Linked DNA regions of Gossypium raimondii: region 2 is linked to region 1. Evidence: chromatin contacts called from public Hi-C data. All regions are on one chromosome and are shown on one strand. The core of a region is the stretch at or near the end of the contact, and the rest is flanking DNA. Distances in the headings are between cores, read along the strand shown.

Evidence for each region. Hi-C and Micro-C count contacts between places; a contact is called where the count stands out from the background.
Region 2: a contact with region 1 is called in a Hi-C map of leaf, with 2.1 times the contacts expected there. The contact joins the promoter of LOC105800027 here to the promoter of LOC105800048 in region 1. A contact is called at or near these places in 2 of 2 Hi-C or Micro-C datasets (both in leaf).

The regions. Positions count from the first base shown.
Region 1 is chr7:18,471,782-18,475,142 of ASM2569854v1, forward strand. It overlaps LOC105800048 (centromere/kinetochore protein zw10 homolog), which reads right to left and starts at 1,408. Exons shown (of 14, transcript XM_052633519.1): 1 at 584-1,408; 2 at 287-424; 3 at 1-60. The coding sequence starts at 1,132.
Region 2 is chr7:18,781,834-18,785,304 of ASM2569854v1, forward strand. It overlaps LOC105800027, which reads left to right and starts at 1,368. Exons shown (of 7, transcript XM_012630898.2): 1 at 1,368-2,521; 2 at 3,154-3,270. The coding sequence starts at 2,033.

The DNA of each region.
Region 1 (3,361 bases), core at 158-2,657:
GGCATGCTTAATTATCAAGTCAGCTGCTTTCGCAAGACTATAATCCAGAATTCCAGCAACCTAAAAAAACATTATCATATCATCATCACGACGTACTAACAACAATGTAACAGGACTAATTGACCACCAAAACCTTAGACAGTTAACTGATAGCAGACGATTTTCAATGTTACCTACCGATGTTCATAATAGCTCCATCATGGAAACAAAATAATAAAAACTTGTCCGGATATAAGATTTAGTTGGTCCATTCTATAAGCAAAAGGAACATAATAGAAAAACTTACATCCATTGCTTCCATGACCGTATGAAGTTCAATCCCATCCATTTTATCAACACATAATTTGTATTTCACTCTAATTGTTCTAGAATCCTGCTCGAACCGAACTGCATTTTCCATGAACTTGGAAAACAAGTCTTGCATCTACAAACCCAAATCATTCCTCTAAAAAAACAAATCACCAATAAAATGAATAATACCAAAAAAAGAATTAAAGAGAGAGATCAAAACATTAAACGTGAAAAATTCATCTATCCACTCTTCTCAGTTTGCCGCTTTCTCAGTAACCAAACATAAACTTACCTCATCGAATAAATCCGCCCACTGTTTCCGCAGCAAACCATACACGATAGGCTCTCCTTCTTCTTCATCGCCAATCCTCAAAGCCTTCTTCAACTCTTTAACTTCCTCGGCGGCAAATCTGAGTAGTCCATCACTAAAAGCTGATCTGGCGCCTTCTAATCTCTCGCAGATCCCTACGATTATCTTCAACAACCCTAACATCTCCCTCTTTTCCCTAGCCTCCTTCGTTGTCCTCCCAATCTCATCAACCAACTTACGGATCTCGACATCGATGGGTCGGTCGGAGATCAAAGAGAGAATACCGGAGACGTTGTCAGAGATTTCGTTAGTCTTGAAAACGGCATCGCTGCACTGGGAGAAGAGTGAGGCAAAGTCTTCGCGGTGAGAAAGGAGGTAAGAACGGACTTTTGATTTGATATGAAGAGAGTGGGATTCGAGGCGGCTGATGATGAGGCGGAGATCCGGTGTGGATAGTGGCGTCGAAGGGTCCGAGAGGTTGTGACCGGAGAGAAGATCGCGGACGTTGATTCGGTCAAAGAGTGGGTCCATGTCAGAGGATCTGATGGAATAACGGTTGTGGCAGGGTGCCGGAGAGGGTTTCAAGGGTTAGCCTGGGAAGAGATTATTCTTGCTTGGAGGTTTAAGGCTGGAAGAGACTAACGTACGCCGATACCGCTTACTTAAGTTTGTTTGGTCTAATCTAATCTACGTTTGTCCGGTTTGGTTATTAAAATCCCAAACGCAAAGGCCTAAGCCCTTTCTCTTTTCTCCCTAACTGCCTGCCAACTGCCACTTCCGGTCCTCCTACACTGTGGCTCTGAGATTTTAATGATGTCAAACAGTTTTAATATCCGTACTACTTTTTATATCTTAAATTAAAATTGTCATTTTATAATTAAACAGTGATTTGTGATTTGAAGATTTGATCCATTGCAGGGGTTGTTGAATAATATATGGTATTAAAAATATTGCTCTAATATTTTCGATTTATCTAGAATATTAATTTTTTAACTAGCAAATATATTTGTGTTCGTTCGAATCGAGTGAAAATCTTTCGAGTTAATGATTTTCATTTTATCATCTTAACTCAATTTGAATTTTTTTTCAAATCGATGCAAGTAAAATAAAATTTGAGTCGAATGAAATTGTTCTAGTTAAATTAAAAAAAATAATGTCTTAAGTGAGGAAGAGTTGAAACATCCCGAAATAGGGCTTGGAAGTTTTAGCCTCACAAGAGAGGGTTCGCCTGTTTCGACGAACTAGGGGTTTGCCAATTGATTTGGCTAGCTGGTATTCGCCAAAAGCGTATTAACAAGGAGTTCACCAATATTTTGGCGAATTGGTGCACGCTAAAGGATGCAAAAAGGGGGATTCGCCATATTCATTGTAAGTTAAGTTCGCCAGTCAATTTGGCATACTAGGGTTTGTCAATCAAGTTGCGAACTAGGGGTTCGCTAGTTGAGTTGCGAACTGAGGTTCGTCAGTTAAAAGTCGAGACAAACTAAAAATAGGAAATAAAGATATTATGTATCTAGGATACTTTTCGTGCAAGTAACTCTTTTCCTAAGTCAAATAGGGTATCCTAAGATTGGTAGGACACTTAGTGTCTATAAATACAACCCTTATTCCATGAAAATTCTCTTATCGAATATTTTGTTGTTAAGTCTCTATTCTAACCAAGTTTGTAGCAACCGATGTAAGTTTTTGTTATGTTAGGATTGATTGTCCAAAAAGGTAGGTTAGCATGTTGCGAACTAGTCGGACCATTTACAAAAGTTACGCTAAAATTTAAAGTCACTTTAATTTTTTACATCAGTGTAAGTGGATCTCGTCTCATTATTATTATTTTTGTTTATCTATACTATTTATAAAGCCACTTATTAAATTGGTGCCACTAATCAACGGTCACAACTTAATTACTGAATTACCAAAAAATATTTTATTTGTAAATTATATTATATGATATCGCATGTTTTTGTTTTTCATTTTATATAAATTAACGAAATAGATAATGAAACTTGAACAAAAAACATCATATATATAATGTCGAAACCCTTTTTAGAAATCAATTTTTTATTTTAAAATAAAGATGGAGTCGCGACCAATCCTTTTCATTAGGAATGATTGGATCACCTCGATATTTAATCATTTTAATAAAAGGTTAATTTTACGAAAACAATGATTTTCAGTCTACAAAATCTGATAAATAGGTTCGAGAGTCGATTACGTATAAGGAAGGATTAGCACACTTATAACGCCCAAAATTGGTACATAGTTGATTACTTGGTGTCTTAGCGTCAAAAATGGAGAATTTTAAGAGGATTTAAAACATGATCCCTTTCACGCGATATTATTTGATGGCATTGAAAAATGTCTCTATCTAAATTGAATTTTTAGTGCGGAGGTTTTTTTCATTTCGGGTCGACCAAAACGAAAAGTCATGTCCCGTAAGTTGGGGTACAAAATCTCGAATAAGAACGCTCACCGTTTAATTATTGTCAAAATTTTATATATTTTTAATTAATTTTTTTTAAAAATAGGGATGTTCAATTATTTCGATTCAAGGAGAAAATCGCACCCCGTAAGTTAGGGGCACAATTTCTCGAATCCTCAAAATAAAGAACATTGTATCGATTCAAATTACCAAATATACGTCGTATAAAAACGAACACAACATCTAATGCAATATGCAATTAATTTATGCGAGTGTTGGTATAAAAATGAATGAATATTTAAACGAGTTGTATAATATGTAGTGGCAAAAATAAAATAACTTAC
Region 2 (3,471 bases), core at 118-2,617, 310 kb after region 1:
AGCTTTTGCTCCCGACTTGGCCATACTACTGATGAAACCTTTATGTAATTGTTAGTTAGTCTTACGAACGAACGGAATGTTATCTAAAAAAGAAAGAAGGAAGAGCTCCATCCCGAACTCACCCAATTCCCACGTCGAAGTGTAATCACGCTACCAATTTGGTTATTATTTACTGAAAAGTATATATATAGAGAAGCAATAATTTTCCGAATAATGGCGGGGGCATTTCAGTCATCCAGGAAATAAAAACAGAACAGTTAGATTGAGTTTCAACTAGACCTGTCCATGGGCGGGCCGGCCGGGCAAAGTTTCGTCGAGCCCACAAAAATTTTCAGCCGTTTACTAGGCAGGGCCCGACCCAATTGCTTTTAATTAAAATTAAAATTATTTTTTTAATAAAATTAAAACTAATTTTTATTAAAATTAATTGTTAGTAAAATTATCAAATTATTAATTGTTAATTGTATTAATTGTTGTAATAAAATCTAACATTTGATTAGTAAATTTATCAAATTATTAATTGTATTAATTGTATTAATTGTTGTAATAAAATCTAACATTTGATTAGTAAATTTATCAAATTATTAATTGTATTAATTGTATTAATTGTTGTAACAAAATCTAACATTTGATTAGTAAAACAAACTTGATGTTTTATTATTATTATTTTGTAACACTAGTCAAGGAAATGAAAGTAAATAAACTGAAAATAAAAAACTATTATATTTTAAAAATAAAAAATATATATATTTAATATTTTTCAGGCCGGGCCCGGGCCAAGAAAATCTTGCCCGAGGCCCGGTCTATTTTTTAAACGGGCCTAAAATTTTGCCCAAGCCCATAAGCTTATATTTTTACTCAAACCCTCCTATATTTCGGACGGGTCGTCGGGCCAGACCGGGCCGCCCGGCCATGGACAGGTCTAGTTTAACGCTAGTCCATTATCACTGTCCTATCAAACGCTGTCCGTGGGTAACGTCTCTCTCTCTCTAACGTTCCAATAATTGTATTTTTAGAAACCAGGGAAAAAAAACTAAATTGTTTTGAAACTAACATTAATAATGCTAAATTTAATAAAAAATTTATGTTAGAATAAAAGTATATCCCAAAGAAATTGATGATAGAGGTTAAAATGATATTGAACAATATAATTAATATTTATATATCAGTTAATTACTCAAAAAAAATATACATTTAATTTATTAAGAATTAAACGAGTAAACTCTTTTGTAGACATGAGTAATAATGAATATACTATGTTAATAGTGAGATAATTATTTTTTCAATTTCGTCCAGAAAATTCGAGTATACAAACAATTTTTAAGGGTAAAACTGTTTTCCTCTGTTGTTATTATAATGACAGTGGGGATTTTTCATTTTTGCTGATGAGGAAAAGAGATGAAGATGAAGATGACTCCCACCACCTAGAACCTCCTAATTTTCTTTAGATTGCCTAGCTTTTATTTTTACCTACCTATTAATTCGGTTTCTTTCATAACCTCTTTCCCTTGTCTTTTTTAGTCATCCATGTCCTTTGAAATAAAAGAATTGAAAAAAAGGAATTTTACTCCTCTTATAGAAAATTTTGTTTCGTTTCGTTTTGTTTTCTCTCTCGTTGAGAAACAATAAAAGAATTGTTATCTGGGCTTGGCTTGGCTTGGCTTTTCCTTTTTCTTTCTTTTAATTTTTTCAAGCTTTGGCGCTTTTGAAAATAATTCGATTTTCAAAAGTACATTGTTTGTTTTGAATATATGAAAAAGGAACTTTGATAGCCATCCAAATTTGTGAGAGCATTTATCTCTGCCAGATCGTAATTCTTCCTCTTATCAACTTCTTTATATAAAACCCATTTGAAAGAATTTGTCTTTCTTCAATTTTCCAAGCTTGCAAGCTCCAAATAAATCAACCTTTTTTCATGGTTCAAAGTTCGTAGTTTTCTCTCGTTCCTGATACAGCCCTTATAACCCATTTCTTCTTTTCTCTTAATCTATCATCGAGAAAAAAGAACAAAAAAAAAAAAAGGGGGGGGGGAATGTTTGGTCCCCAAAGCAAAATGGACATTGCCTTTGAATGGCAAGCGCAATTTCACATCTTAAGGCCAAGCATCCATGCGAGAAGAGCAAATATAATAGTGAAATTCCAAGACCTTTATGGGTTCACAGTAGAAGGCAATGTGGACGATGTTAATGTGTTGAATGAGGTAAGAGAAAAGGTGAGGCAACAAGGGCGTGTTTGGTGGGCACTCGAAGCAAGCAAAGGGGCCAATTGGTATTTGCAGCCGCAGATTTCGATATCGCAAGGGATTGGGTTGAAATCTTCGCTCAAATTGTCAGGTTTTGTTAATGCGATCACATTGAAGAAGCTTATTAGGAAAGGCATTCCCCCTGTGCTTAGGCCTAAGGTTTGGTTTTCGCTTTCGGGTGCCGCCAAGAAGAAGTCTACGGTGCCTGAAAGCTATTATAATGATTTGTTAAAGGCGGTAGAGGGTATGGACACGCCTGCAACACGTCAGATTGATCATGTAAGTCCTGCATTTTGGGTGTTTTTGCATTTGCTTCATTGATATTTGTTTCTTTCCCCCCTATTTTTACATGGATCTTTGTCAGGAGGTGATGTTTGTTTTGTTTCTTTTTTCTATAGGCTTGGTTAATTTTGCACTATGAATTTGGAATTGTAAAATTCATAATATCTTATGATCGACCTAAATGAGCGGATGGTTTCGTTTTTATAGGTTAATGTTGGGATTTCGATATTGAATTCCCCAAATATTCTTTTCTATTGCATAATTTAAAAGGGATAATCGTTTTTGAGAAATCACTACATCACAAGGTTTCTTTTGTAATAAAAAAATCTTCATAGGTTGGAATTGAAAACATATGTTGTTGAAAATGCACAATTAGAAGGTGCATCGATCAATGTAAGTTTATTGAATCTGAAAATCTTATTGGAAGTACCTTACCAATTTCAGTTTTCCCTTCTTTTAGCAGTATTGCATGTAATTGTAATAATAAGTTTATGTTCCTAGACAAAAATCAATGGTTTCAAATCTCTTTGGTGTAAAGTTCTCAGTCCTCTGATGACCCAAATATGGAAATGAGAGTACTGCATGTTTTTTTTTTTTTTCTAAATATATATTCTTATGTATTCTTGCAGGACCTTCCACGAACCTTCCCCGGTCACCCATGGTTGGACACTCCAGAGGGCCATGCAGCTCTTCGGCGTGTGCTTGTGGGGTATTCTTTCCGTGATTCTGATGTGGGCTACTGTCAGGTGAGTTCATCGATACGTATGCTCGCCTTGCAGAGTCTTATTGCCTCCAAGTTCTATGGTCTTATTCCGTTTAATTTCTGTCGTTCCGTCCATGTCCTTACCAGTTCCCTATATTTACAGTGACTTAAGCTTAAACCCTAATCAAACTTCATTGTTCCATAGGTTTCTTTGATTACCTTTGTATTAATTATTTATACCAAA